Linked DNA regions of Mus musculus: region 2 is linked to region 1. Evidence: chromatin contacts called from public HiChIP or PLAC-seq data. All regions are on one chromosome and are shown on one strand. Each heading gives the region's core, a stretch centred on a gene start, on an enhancer-like site or on the middle of the called end of the contact. The rest is flanking DNA. Distances are from core to core; before and after follow the strand shown. Region 1 has its middle 13 kb from the start of Retreg1. Region 2 overlaps Retreg1 (reticulophagy regulator 1).

Region 1 (7,445 bases), core at 1,268-3,767:
GAATCTATTGGATTGGAGATACTTCTCATTTAAGCCACTGCCCTCCCTAAACTCCTGTCGATCAGGGTTTCTATCCCAGAGACAGAACAGAAGCTTGGGTTAACTGCCTTTATCTGTAGCTCTGCCACAGAGCGTTTCCTCTCGAGAATAATCCATCCAGTCGCCTGGCTTCTTGGCTCCATGACCTCTTTCGTCCTCCAAACTCAAGTCTCTGTTCCCAAATCGCTCCATCCTCATCTCTTCCAAACTCATTCATCCCAACGATACTTTTTCAATCATTACTCCAACCCCCACCCTACCTCTGGATGAGTGACGTCACTGCCTTCTTCAATGTCCATTGCCGTCTCCACTCTCAGTTCAGAATCGCAATAACTTTCCTTTTTATATACTTCCAACTCCCACTTTGTGCCTACCTCCCCCTGCATTGAGTAATTCTACCCACGATCCACCCATCTCTCCAAGTTCATATGTAATGGTTAATTTCATGAGTCAGCTTCACTGAGCTCCAGGAGGCACAGACAGCTGACTAAACACAAGTTTTGGATGTATCTAGGAGGGAGTTTCCGGAGGAGATCAACACTTGAATTGGTGGCTAAGCAGAGCTTATGATTCTCCTCAGTATCCCTACACCCGCCAGTCTGCAGAGTACTTGCAAGAGCCAAAGGCAGAGAAAAATTGACGTTACTCTGGTCGCTTTGTCTGCCTAAGCAGGATCATTGGTATGCCGTGAGAGCTTTTGACTCTCAGGTATTGAAACCTCGCTGGTGTACGGATCACTGCTCTCTGGACCTCAGACCTTTGACCAGTACTGTTGGCTTTCCAGAGGGGACAGCTCAGAGACAACAGCCTGTGGGGTTTCTTGGTTTTCATAACTCTATGAAGCAATGCATATATGTCTAGGCACATACATGTACAGAGTACCTACTTGTTTTGTTTGTTTGGGCAGCACTAATACTCTGTAGTTGAACAGTTGAAGGCTGATGGAGAAACAGTGATTCACTTTCCTTTTTCCTTCCTTCCCTTTTTCTTTTTCTCTTTCTTTCTCTCCTTCCTTCCTCCCTCCCTCCCCTCTTCTCCATCTTCCTTCTTCTTTCTTTCTCTCTCTCCCTCCCTCCCTCTCTCTCTCCCTCCCTCCCTCTCTCTCCCTCTCTCTCTCTCTCTCTCTCTCTCTCTCTCTCTCTTTCTTTCTTCCTTTCTTTCTCCCTTTCTCAGGATCAGTGTCTGCCTATGAAGCCCAGACTGTCTTTGAAATTACAGCACGCTTGTCTCAGTGTCCACAGTGCTAAGATTGCAGTCCTGAGCTCCCACACAGTAGATAGGGCTGCGCTGTGGGATCCAGGCTGGCCTCAAATTCCTTGGTTTGAGCTATCCTCCTACCCAAGCCCCCCATGAAGTTGGGCCTATGGGTGCATGTGTACCACACAGGCTCCGACCCTCGCTTCAGGTGTATGGCCACGGTCTGCAGAAACTCAACAGTACCCCCACCACATTCATCTCTCAGGAACCCCTAGCCATTCAGCTCTTGTGGTACCCTGACACCCCTAATCCCTATTTCAATAGTCTTGTTTAAATTTTTGTACTCAGTCCGTACTTACTTCAGCATGAAGACGCAAGACTCATCAGGCGCTCTTTGCCTTTCTGTCACAGATCCCAGCTTCCCAGTCCTGGGTCTTTAGTGTTATTTAGAAGTGACGTTCCCTCCCTTCAGCATATGGGCTTTCTATCTAGTTTGCTTCCTTCCACCTCTGCTTGGCTGAGTACGATGTATGTGAGGCACAGTACACTTAAGAAAGAATGCTTGCTATTCTCTCCCGGATTCTCACATTCCTTCAGATGTCAGCCTGTATCCTTGATGCCATGCTAGTCTCCTCATTGGTGACCTAAACAGCCTTTTAAAGATGAAAGTCACATCGAATCACTTGCAGAAAACCCATCTGCTGGAAGAGGTGTGCCCTCAAATGACTCCTCTGATGAACATTAGTACTGCAGTGTTTAGAGGCATGACTTTGGAGAAAGCAGCTCCTGAGGGCTGGAACTCATCAATGGAATCGTCTGTGGATGGATTAGTAATTTATAGGTATAACTGGGAAGTGGTGGGAATCTGGGGGTGGGATTGAGTTGGAGGAAAGTAGAGTGTGCTCTTAAAGACATACACAATGCAACGGGGCCCTCCCTGCTACTCTTCCTTCTTGACCACCACGAGGTGAGCAGCTTTGCAGTATACACCCTCACAATGCTGTGCTGGCTCAGAAACAGTGGTTCTAACTGACTTCAGACTGAAACCTTCGAAACTGTGAGTAAAATATAGCTAACCCGCCCGCCCTGCAGTTGACCTTCTCAGGGATTTGTCATGCCAATGGAACACTGGCAAGCATGTCACCACTGTTTCACAAGTGCTTGTTTGCCATGTGAGCGTTCTCTCCATGTGAGCGTTCTCTTCCACTAGCTCTGTGGGCTCATTGCTATCATTTCTCCGCCTCCTGCCCTTGACCTCTCTGTTCAGCTGCTGCGATGTTCCTGTGGTTTCTTGAGTAGTTATTTGCAAGACAGTCTAAGCTTTGAGACTCCCACACTTCCCCTTTGCTCTGTCTGACATGGCCTGGCTTCCTGAATGTCACGTGACTGTGTTGCTTTCCATCTCTCGACTCAAAACATCACTTCCCTGACCACCCCTACCTCTCTTTCAACGAGCTGTCCGGATCTGCTGCCCGCTGTTCTCCTTCATTGCACTTAATACGTATTAGAATGTTAACACACCCTGAGGAATTCCAGGCTTTTGTATTGTCCACCTATGCTTGCTTATCTCTGTGATTTGCTTATTGGAAGACATAAATGAAGCCACCTAGCTTCTGCCACTTAGTGCCTTGGCACTAACATACCCAGGAACACCACATGGATTCTAGAATCGACTCAATAGCAAGAGGTCTTCTGGGCGCTTGTCCTAGTGGACCTGGCTAGCTGAAATGCACCATCTCCAAAACTCAAGCCTCTCTCTCTCTCTCTCTCTCTCTCTCTCTCTCTCTCTCTCTCTCTCTCTCGTTTGTCTTTCCTCTCTACTCCATGTCTTGGTAAGGACAACAAATCTCATGATCATTAGTTTCTTCCTAAACTCACATTTGTTTTTATTTATACACGTCTGTGTGTGCTTGTGCGTGTGGCAAAGTGTAGGTGTGGGAGTCAGAGGACAAGCTGTCAGAGCTGGTTTTCTTCTTCTATGGTGCGGGCCTTGGAGAATCAAACTCAAGTTTTTCACAGCAATACAAACCTAACTGGGACACTGTATGTGTAAGCATCCTATGTTCAAGCAGGAACTAACTAGTTGTCAGTTCTTAAGAATGCCATGCTCACTTGATGTTGCATGTTCTGGGTTCTGGTCCCTTTACTTGGGATGCCTACCCATTTGTCTGGAAAACTTGATATTCTTTGTCTTAGGATTCTCTAGGTGAACAGATGCAGACCTTATAGAGTGAATATGTGTGTGTGTGTGTGTGTGTGTGTGTGTATACATACATATTCATGTATATGTGTATATACATTATATACAGAATTAATTATTATATATGGGACATATCATTCATATATATGTATATATGGGACTTGTTAGAATGGCTTATATATTGTAGTTCAACTAGTTCAATAATGGTTATCTACCAATGAAAGTTCTGAGAATCCAGTAGTTGTTCAGTCCACAAGGCCAGACATCTCAGCTGGTCTTCAGTATACACCAGAATCCTGAAGAAGTAGCCTCCAATGCCAGGAAAGGAATGGACTTGCCAGACAGAGGGAGAGAGAGCAGGCAAAGAGTAAGCTTCCTTCTTCCATGTTCTTCAGAAAGTGTGGCCCACATTAAAGGTGGATTTTTCCCACCTCAAAAGATCCAGATTAAAACTTGGTCTTCCCACTTCAAATTATTTAACTAAGAAAAACGTCTCTCCCAAGTATATCCAGCTGCTTGGGTTTTTGTTAATTCTGGAAGCAGTCAGGTTGACAACCAAGAATAGCCATCACACTCTTGAAACCCTGGCTCAGAAGCCTTCTTTGTTGCAAACACTTGGTTCTAATTTTGGAAACGGCAAAGGTCTTTTCACCAACCTCATGTAATTTATTGAAGTTAGTATGCTCCTCTGTATTTAGACCAGGGTCCCTGATGGCCCTTATACTTACCAGTAGAATTTCTCCTCCTATCGCCCCCTTGGCTGCTATTAGCTGCTCTAAAAGTGTTGGCTCCCTCTTTCCATGTTTGATTCTGTACCCATCAATGGCAAGGTATTTATTCACCTCTGTTCCTTCCCTTCCATGGTCTTAGGGACAGATGAAGCTCAATTAAAACAAACAAACACAGACAAACAAACAAACAAAAACACTAAGGAATTTACGTACAGAACTCTGCTTCTTGGAGAAGATAAACATTTCATCTCTTCCTGTCTCCAGAAAAGCCAGTGTTACCCTGCTAAGTGGTGTCACAAGGATCTTAAGCAACAGTTCACAAGTAGGAAAAATTGCTGTCACCTATGAGGCACTGCTTTGGGGAACAGGAAGTAAAAGGAAATGACCTAATTCTTATTTTAGAGCTACTCTATTTCCTATTTTCTCTGTCTTCTGAAAAGCACTTTTTTTCCCAGTTGTTTTGAGGCGTTTCAAAGCCACATTAACTTAGACAATTCTAGACTTACACAATGAACCCCTGGATACACTCATGCTCACACACACACACACACACACACACACACACACACACCAACACCTTTCCAACACCAGCCTTCTCATTCCCTTCCACCCACATACACACGCTTCCCATCTCCCTTGGCTGACAGCAGGCAGCTATCCTCACAATGTTTGATCCCTGCCTGCATCTTGCGTAACTAAAGAGAAATGTTGTTTTCCAGCAGGTTAGAATCACTAGTACTGAAGAGCATTAATGTTAATTCAACAAAGTCATCTAGCGTACTCTCTGCACTCCGATTTCTCCAACTGTCCTCTGAATACCCTTAGACTGCACCTATTGTCTTCACTGAGAATCCAATCAAATTTCTCACGATGATCTGGCTTTTCTCTCTCCCCATATACGTTGCCAACATTATCACTGGGCTCTGAAAACCCAGCCCAGGTAACCTGCAAAGTGCCCATTCCCTGGATTCTTTGATGTTCTGGTTTGCTTTCTGGTGCTATGGTGAGACACGGAACAAAACAGCTTGGTGGGCGGGAAGGCTTTCTGTTGGCCCATACTTCCAAGTCATATTCCATCATTGTGGGGACTCAGGCAGGAACTCAAGCAGACACCTGGAGACAGTAATTGCAGTGGGGACTATGGAGAAATGCTGCTGACTGCCTTTCTCCTAGGTTCATGTTCAGATGTCTTTCCTATGCAGCCCAGGCCAACAGCCCAGGACGGCACTGCCCAGGAGTGGGCCGGGCCCTCTTTCATCAACTAGCAAAGAAGAAAATGTCTCAAGACATGGCCACAGAGAAGTCTCGTGGAAGCAGTTCCTCACTGAAGTTCCCTTGTCCCAGGTGTCTCTAACTTGTGTCAAGTTAGCAAAAACCTAACTAGCACATTCTCATCTGTTATGTCCAAGTGAGATGTAGATGAAACCTTTCCAGGATATTTTGTCTCGGAGTGCCCTTCTCTGGCATCTTCAGATCCGGAACTTAAGAGTCAGATTGTCCCACTACAGCTGGTGCCAGCATGACAGGATGTAGACATGGCAGGTCCGGTCAGATTTCCTCAATGTAAAGGCCACGTGGGTTGCCTTTGAAATTAACATGTAACTTGTGAGGTCATGGGAGTAACTGCTTTCTCTCTAGACTTCTCTTCAGTGGGTTATGTGATTCATTGGTTATCACTGTCTAAATAAATTATTACATAGAGAATTACAAGCTGGCATAAAACTTAATCTATATATTCAATATATTCCCGTAACCAGATCTTTTCCTGTCTCTTTAGAATCGCTCTGGAATTATATATATATATATATATATATATATATATATATATATATATATTAAAGCCAGTGTATTATAGTCATTCACCAGGGTTCTTCATCCTCAGAACTTTGGGTCTCGGGTTCCTGAGATCCCAGTCTGGCTTCTGTGTCCTTGACAAGAGCCGTTATGGCGTTAATGAGGATGCCTTTGCCTTCTGGCACACAAGGTGTTCCCAGTTAGACCTAGCATCATCATATCATCTGAGACTCTCTGGCTCTCCTTGGTAGTCAGTCATACTCAGTGCACAATATCTGGTCTGGAAGTGAGCTCATTCCTGTGGGGTCATTATTGACACTAAGCTTTCTTCAGCCAAAAGGTAATATTAAACTACTGTCCTTTACTCTTGTTCAAACCCTGTCCCCAAAGGTTGCTCCACAATCCCTCGGTCCATGCTGTAGTGTTCTTCCACTGGGAACCTTCATCAGTTCAGAGTTAAAGAAACCTTCCAGGCATTGACTTTGGGCTTCTCTGTGGATGCGAGCTTCTCACTGGAAGTGGCATCAGGGGAGAGTAGGGTCCATGTCCCTCGTGAGCCTGCTAGAATGCACCCAGGCTATGATGTCTTCCAGATGGGTCCTCAAGGATGGGGAGACTCATAATAGAAATGATGTTTCCCAAGAGAGGTGATTGTCTAATTGTACATTATGCAAGCACACACTGTGACCTGATTCACAAGAGGCCAATGTGGACTTCCTCCCAGTGGCTTCTGGGCCATCTCTACTGGAGAGTTAGTGAAGGACAGGGTGGCCTTTGCAGTTTTGGCCGTGAAGATGTCCTGCTTCCAACACAGACTAACTGAGCCCAGTACCTCAGGGAAGCATCTCTCCAGCTCATGGCTATGAGTCAAGTACTCTGCAGAGGACAGTGGCTAAGCTGTGCCCATGAAAAAAGACTAATTTCTCTTTCTGACTCTTCACACTGTAGCGGTTCCAGTCCCTATTGGCTGTGACGAGCTCCCTCCAACAGTCTGGGATGCTGTTGTCTCTTACTGTAAAGTCAAGGAGCACAGTCTGAGACTGTACAAGAAGTACAGCCTTGTACAACAGGGCTGCTGTGCTCTGTTGAGTCTGACGTCGCTAAGTTTTCAAGGCACCTCCCATTTCTAGGCCTCCTAAAATGGGGAGAAATAGAATGTCTCAGGTCAGGAAGAGAGGTCGTTTGTTTAAGAGTTTGCCTTGCAAGTACAAGGCCTCTAGTGCGTCTCCAGAGCGTCCCCCACCTGCAGGTGGTGACAGGTGCTTGCAATGCCAGCACCTGGTGCATTGGCCAGGCAGCCTAGCCTTCCTTATAATTTCTGGCACCTGAGTAATGAGCCCTGAGGCTGTTCTTCAGCCTCCATATTCACATATGTACATGCACACCCACATACACGTACTTGTCTGAACATGAACACACACATACACCGAGGAGGAGGAGGAAGAGGAGGAGGAGGAGAAGGAGGAGGAGGAGGAGGAGGAGGA
Region 2 (7,445 bases), core at 1,861-4,360, 140 kb after region 1:
AGAGAGAACACACTTTGCAGAGTTAACCTCTGACTTCTGGTCATACTCCGTGGCATGTTTACATGTGTGACACAGCATGTATCCACATGCATACTAATTTTGTTTTCAAAATTAAAAAGGGGTATAGTAAGACACCATTGAATTAACATTTTTCTAGAGTTGGCCAGCTACTGCATATATTGAGACCATACTGTTGGTGTTATTAATCATTCTATGTCTAATATCCCTGGTTCTTTCAATGTGCTGTGACTTCTTATTCTTAGGGTTTAAGTTTTCAACAAGTGCTGCAAGGCCCAACATGAGCTATTCCTGGTTCCTGTCAGCTTCACTTGTCGTTCTCCTCCTGATTCATGTTTCTGGCACCACACTGCAAGGCTGGACAGGGTAGAGCCTATTCTAGGCCTCTCTATATTCCCCTGTTCTAGGGCTTCTCTATATCCTGTGATGCTCTATAGTCAGCCCTTGGGGTAAAGTACTAATTCATCCCAGATCTGAGCTAAAACAATGAGTTCTTCAGGAACTATGTCCCAGAGCTCCAGCCCTGGCCTCCCTAATGTTTCCCATGTTGGAGTCACATAACTACTTCTGTAACTAGTTGCTTCTGTCAGCATCTAAGCGTTTTGAGTTGGGTATCTGGCTGGTTAGCTCTCTGAACTCAGAGCATAATAAGGCCCACAGTAATCTTCAAGGAATATGTGCTGAAGCTATGACTGTTTGGTGGTTGGACACTGTTGTTGGTGTTATTGTTATTGTCGCTGATGTTCAATTACATTTTTTTCTCTCTTTAGCTGGGAAGTCATCAATTCCAAGCCAGATGAAAGAGCCAGACTGAGCCAGTGCATTGCAGAATCATGGATGAATTTCAGCATGTTTCTTCAAGAAATGTCTCTTTTTAAACAGCAGAGTCCTGGCAAGGCAAGTTTTTAAATACTCAATGTAACTTGGGAACAAATGAGGTGACCTGTTTTAGCTGGGAAAGACTCTCTAGATTGAACATACTAGACGTGGCTCAGACATGGTCACATGTGAAACTCTTAAGTATTTGTATATTATAGAGATTTACTTAGCCCACTACTTAGAAGGAATTGAGATGGGGTTTTGCCGTATTGAAAACCAACAGGAAATGAAAAGGGGTGTTGTTATTAAGAACTTAGTTTATCATCTGTGACCTGGTTCTGAAATGAAAGGCAGTCGAGGTAAACCGTCCTTATAGGGGTTAGGGGCAACTGAGTCTCACTTGTAGTCTAAAAATGTAGTTGAGATTCTGTTTTGGTTTATTGTAAGGACACTTGCTGAGTGTGGCACTCACAGTGATCCCAACACTTGGGTAGGTAGGAGGATCATGAATTCTCATGAGCTTTGGCTACACAGCAAGCCCCCCCATCCTGGAATAACAACACAGAAACCAAACGAGCTTTGACAAGAACATTCACTGTGGTCAGGCAACTGGAATAAGTGTGATTTTTTTTTTGTTTATTTGGTTTATTTTATTTTATTTTGTTTTGTGATTAAGACAAAATCCCACTCAGGGAAGATTCTCAAGCGATAAGAGGGAGTGCATGGAGAAATGCATACTTGAAGACTGTGATCAGGGCTTCACTTAAGTGAGGGACAGGGCCATCAACAGGCAACGATGGTTCTAGCACTGTTCACCAGTAGTTGGAAAGTAGAGTTAGAGATACCAGCATTAAGATCCCCTCCTTGTGCTATGAACAGGCAGTCTCATAACCTCACCCGTATTAATAGAACAGCGCCCGGAACATTTCGTATTGAATTGGAGGTGCTGTATTTTAAAGGATTTCTTTAACCACAGTCAGTTTTAGAATTGATACACAAGTGAGGCTCGACGATTTTAGTGCTTATTTGACCAACACGACATGATCATATATATAGTGTTGGAAGAGTCTCAACTCACAATGTCTCCCATGCATTACATTAATGTGCCTTAGTCCTTTTAACTAATGTCCAATTAGTTAAAGGTTATGATGCTACAGAACATAGGAGATTACAAATCCCTTTGCACAGCAGATTTCTGGGTGTACTCATGCCTGTGTTGACTTATTTCTTCTTTCAACTTCTGTGACATTTCTTCTGAAACTCCTAATCCTTTCAAGGCTCTTCGTTTTGTTCCACAAGTTCATCTGAACTCTATTAACCACATGGAATGAAATGCCAGTTAACCTGAAGTTTAGAGCCCTTGTTCTTTTTCTTAAGCAGGTTTTGGCCAGAGATGCGCATCTCTTACTATTTTTGAGAGCCCCTTAGTGAATATGCTTGGCAGTTTAATTCAGCACCTCCATGTAAAACTAATGCATAGAAAATTAGGTGCCTCATGAGCAGAGTTCAGGAAACAAGTGAAGACTGAAGGAGAAACCTCTCTAGACTGATGCTTCCCATGTGACCTAGGACAGTTTGCTAAGACTGTTTTAAATTTTTTTTCTTTTTTTCATTAGATTTTTTTATTTCCATTTCAAATGCTATCCTGAAAGTTCCCTATAACCCCCCCCCGCTCCCCTACCCACCCACTCCCACTTTTTGACCCTGGCATTCCCCTGTACTGGGCCATATAAAGTTGGCAAGACCAAGGGACCTCGCTTCCCGATGGCCGACTAGGCCATCTTCTGCTACATATGCAGCTAGAGACACGACCAAAGATTTTGCTCTTGCTCTGTAATTGACAGAGAGGAGAAAAACAGAATTCACTGTAAAAGTCTCCTTACATTTGGTTTAGTTTTGGGGTAACCCAGATGTGTGTGGGTACAGTTAGGGAGGATTGTGATGTTTACAGGTTTATGCCCAAGGTTTACCAGCAGGAGATGACATCAGATTCCTACAGGCACTCTTACAACAGGCGTGGCTGGCTCTGCCTCTGGATTTCCACGGTTTTATGGTAGTAGTTTGATTACTTATCAGGCTGAGTAAAAGTCACTCCTGGGGACATGTTACTATTTGAGTCTCCTGCACCTGGCAGTAGTACATCAACAGGCCTGCGTAAAGGAACTTGTCATTCCTGAATTAGCTCCTCTGTGTGCAAATTGATAATTCTGAAGTGTTCAAATGCTTCCTTGGGGTTCCTAAGTATGACCAGTGCTGCTGAAGAAACACGTGGCTTGCATAATACAGGATACACATCATGCCTCTTCTACTGTGCCTTGCTGTTGTGGATAACTGTCCCATGCTATTTCTGTTACTTCTAGTTTTGCCTCCTGGTCTGCAGTGTGTGCACATTTTTTACAATCTTGGGAAGTTACATTCCTGGGGTCATACTCAGCTACCTTCTGTGTAAGTATAGTAAAAACGATTGACTAATTTGTGTGGCCCGAATGGCTTCCTTAGTGCTTATCAGATCCTCTGTTTAGTTTGGAAGGGTAAAGGGAAGCTCTGAATGATCAAATAAGTCTCATGGCAATGACATTTCTCCTGTCCCCTAGAGACAGTTATATTTAAACATCTGGAAGCACAGATGCAAAATGCAGGATCATAAAAAAAAATGTTAAGTTCTACATTGAATATTTAACTGAGCACTATGCCCCACTCTGCACAAATACACTTACACTCTTGCCTTTGTGCATGTTTTGTGAAACCAAAGGTAAAAATCACAATGAGATATCACTGTATCTGTGCCAGAAAGGCCTAAATTAAGAACATCACATCAAACAGAGTACTGATATAGAGCAGCCCTCATTCTCAGGGGTAGGTAGGTAGAATGGTGCCATCAGAAAACTGCACGTCTGTGTCTATTGTATAGCTGGCTGTCTCACAATTCGATATTTACCCAAGAGAAACAGTTGGATACATCTCTGCAAATAGTTATACACAAATGTTCATGGCAGGTTTGGTTTTAGTAGCACAAAGGGATACAATTCATATGAGCCTTACAGAGACAGATAAACTGCGCTATATCCATATAATGGATTATTACCCAGCACTAAAAATTGATGCATGCAGTACTATAGATAAATTCCAAAGTAATTAGGCTGAATGGGAAAAGCCACAGCTTGTACTATATAGTTCTATTTATATATAATTCCAGAATAGTCAAAAAGTAGATCAGTGGTTGCCAAGGATGAGTTGGGTGTGGTCAGGGAGAGGCAAGAGGCAAAAAGGATTAATACCGACATGAGGCAACTTGCTAGCCGTAAACTGTTTACTGTTATGATTGTACCAAGAATTCTTGTTGATTACATGTCACAACTTATCAAGTTGTAACATTACATGTAATTTGTTATATGTGAATTATAACTCTAAAAAGATCTTCACATTATATATTCTACTTTTCCTAAAATATACGAAGATCTGGCTGTTAGCTCTCAGCAGGGCAATATCTCTGCTAACCCCCATTTCCATTTTTACATTGGCTTTTGAGTTTTACATGTACTCCACTGGGCTTTAAATATGACTAAAAGAGGACATTACCCATCAACAACCAAACATCAAACACTGAATGCACAGTACAGCCAGCGTGGCTCTCTTCCCTTCTTCTGTATTCCTGATGCACAGTACACCTGGCAAATGGTTGAAGCTCCATCCGGTCTTCCAAACAGAACTTACAGTAGTTACTGGATCCACATTATGTAGAAAATAAGTGAGAAAAGTGCTGGCAAAGGAGTTAGGAGCAAGGTATTCTCCATCTTGTTTGTGCCGAGCTTAACTGCATGGCCAGCTAGAGCAACCCCACAAAACACCATCCCAGTATCATTGACAAGAAGTTAATAAGATGCAATCATGTTCTCATGATAAACAGCAATGTTAAACAGAAGTAAGATTTTAGCCGGGGACAGTGGTTATAGGTTTTTATGGTGTGTGTGTGTGCGTGTGTGTGTGGTAAAGTATGTTTTTACCACAGAGTAAGAATAAAAATTAGGAGTGTACTTGATGAAGGGATAAACGAAACATTATCTTGTAAAATACTAAAATGTAAGCATTCAGAACGAACACTTTACCTGTATTATTTTCTTCTTTATTTTTCAGTACTGTTTGCTTTTTTGTGTCCACTGTTTAAATGTAATGATATTGGACAAAAAATATACAGCAAAGTCAAGTCCATTCTATTAAAACTAGATTTTGGAATTGGAGAATATATTAACCAGAAGAAACGTGAGAGATCTGGTAGGTCTAGTTTGATTATTAGTTCTGTGTGTAGAAATTGTTTTCTACCTGTGTAATCTGAGTAGTCTTTCCTTATTCTGGCTTATATTCTTTTCTCAAATGTGCAGTTAAGTAGATTGACTTTTAAAATACACATGGTGCATGTTTCTAAATGGGGCATGGCTATAATCACCCTACCCTGGCAAGGAACAGAGGGAATGGAAAGATGGCAGTCCTGAAGTCACTCCCAGAGAGGTGACCCGCACAAGAAGCACATGAGACTGCCTGTCACCATGCATCCTGGAGGTGGGCAGGGCTCTTGAGCTCCCACTGCTCCCTGAAGAGTTAGCAGGGGCTGCCGGGAGGGGACTCACTGCCTTCACTGATGTAGCACTGACACGCTGCCCATGCTTCAGATAAGATGCCACTCATGGTCACCCAGTCAACCCCATTTAAACTCAGGGGCACACACAGTGAAGATGAGAGAGCGGGAGAGCTGCTGGAAAGAAGAGCATCACCAGGAGGACAGGGGCAACAGAGAGGTGAAGGACCAAGATTGATCACACACACACACACACACACACACACACACACACACACACACACACACAAGACTGTCAAAGAGCAGAAATGTAAATACGTCACAAAACACACAGATGGGCAGGGAAAGGAGAGAGGGCTTCAGCAACTCTCTTTGTTATGCATGGGGTGCTTTATCTTATTTGGGTTGGGTTATTGAAAACTTCAGAAGTATGGATAAGTGTGGGAGCCATGTAAGAGGGGACTGAAATAACAAGGGGGAGAAAAGGGGAGTTTTAGTGTGATTAAGGAAACTGATATATACAATAAATCACATATAAAATATATATATATATGAATATAATATACATACATGTACATACATACATACATACATACATTTGACTTTACAGTTTCTCAGGCTATAGAGTGCATTAGAATGACGAGTGACCTGGACTGTACAGCACAGTACAGACTCTGACTCAGGAGGTCTAGGATAGCACAGAGTCTACACTGTTCAAGAGTTCCCAGGGCTGCTGCTCCTGCTGGGTCATGCTGTGAGAACACAGATGTTCACCATATCCCCTGGAAAGCAAACATTTGCAAATATGTATAGCTTCTTCAATACTGTTACAGGGAAGCACTGGAATGTATAGCTGGATGTGGGGAGAATATATTAAAATAAATGTACTATGTCTAAGCTTTGCAGGAAACTAAATGCCTGCCCCCCGCCCCCGTTTTTTTCCTCAACAGAAGCAGATAAAGAAAAAAGTCACAAGGATGACAGTGAATTAGACTTTTCAGCTCTTTGTCCTAAGGTATTTTTGGTCAATTTGTTTCTGTGTGGTTTGGCCATTTATTTACATAAAATAGATTGATTGTCCTAATAGACTTGTATATAACACAATTTATCTTCTGTTTTATGAGATGACTAAATAATCTCAAAGGAAAATGATCACTGATTTTTTTTTACTTTAACATTTAGGGGGGTAATATGGATTTTTAAAAAGGTTTCTTCAGTTTAAAATGTGCTCCCGTGATTTCTGTTCACACAGATTAGCCTCACAGTTGCTGCCAAAGAGTTATCTGTGTCAGACACAGATGTGTCAGAAGTCTCTTGGACTGACAATGGGACCTTCAACCTTTCAGAGGGGTACACTCCGCAGACAGACACTTCTGACGGTAAGCTGCTGGGCTCTCTCACTTTTCTTGGTACTGAATACAGGAAAGACAACTTAGCTTCCGACACCTCTGAGTGGTTCATAAAATGTGGACTGTTTGCACAGAGGACATAACTATAATTTAACCCTGAATGAACTACAGGTACCTGGTATAGCCCACCTGAACCTTGAAAGAACTGTGCTAAGTGAAAAGCAGCTAGAGGCAGAGGCCACTTATTCTCTAATTGTAGTTTAATGGACTCTCCAGAACAGCCGAGTCCATATCCCGAGAGGGAGGGACTTCTGGGAGGGAATGCTGAGTGGTCACCAATTGAAACGACTTTTTTTTTTTTTTTTTTTGGAGTGGCTGACATATTGTGGAATATGGCGCCTGATGCCAAACCTGGTCACCTGAGTTTGATCCCTGGGATCTCCTGCCAGGTTTCTCTTCACTCACTGACCCCTTCCTTACATAATCATATATATTTTCAAAGGGCAAGGTGGAGTGATTATGATAAACACTGTGTTAGTTATTTTACCCGTCGTTGTGGCAAACACCTGATAACAGCAACCTGGAAAAGGTTTGATTTAGGCTCACATCTTGGGGGCAAAGCCCATCAGGGGGGAAGAGCCTGGTGGTGAGGGCTACTCTAGCTGCAGTAGCAAGAACACGAGGCA

The links. HiChIP or PLAC-seq counts read pairs in DNA pulled down with a chosen protein or histone mark.
Region 2: a contact with region 1 is called in an H3K4me3 HiChIP or PLAC-seq map of bone marrow-derived macrophages, with 3 times the contacts expected there. The contact joins two enhancer-like sites. A contact is called at or near these places in 2 of 39 promoter capture datasets (embryonic stem cells and hematopoietic stem and progenitor cells), 2 of 15 datasets of contacts at CTCF or cohesin (CD8 T cells and the NIH/3T3 cell line), 33 of 484 Hi-C or Micro-C datasets (the CH12 cell line, the Patski cell line, Th2 cells and 17 more), 13 of 115 datasets of contacts at active chromatin or transcription factors (the HPC-7 cell line, bone marrow-derived dendritic cells, bone marrow-derived macrophages and 8 more) and 1 of 9 other capture datasets (embryonic tail).

The regions. Positions count from the first base shown.
Region 1 is chr15:25,826,109-25,833,553 of GRCm38.p6, forward strand. No RefSeq gene overlaps it. Among named protein-coding and RNA genes, the nearest start is that of Retreg1, 13 kb to the right of the region's middle. Within about 2 kb of position 2,518, at least 103 of the 459 cell types and tissues checked have an H3K27ac peak or open chromatin away from gene starts, as enhancers often do. A contact at or near this core is called in bone marrow-derived macrophages, where this site is marked.
Region 2 is chr15:25,963,436-25,970,880 of GRCm38.p6, forward strand. Retreg1 (reticulophagy regulator 1) reads left to right here. Exons shown (of 9, transcript NM_001034851.2): 4 at 789-915; 5 at 3,198-3,282; 6 at 4,972-5,109; 7 at 6,361-6,425; 8 at 6,663-6,789. Among named protein-coding and RNA genes, the nearest start is that of Zfp622, 17 kb to the right of the region's middle. Within about 2 kb of position 3,111, at least 23 of the 459 cell types and tissues checked have an H3K27ac peak or open chromatin away from gene starts, as enhancers often do. A contact at or near this core is called in bone marrow-derived macrophages, where this site is marked.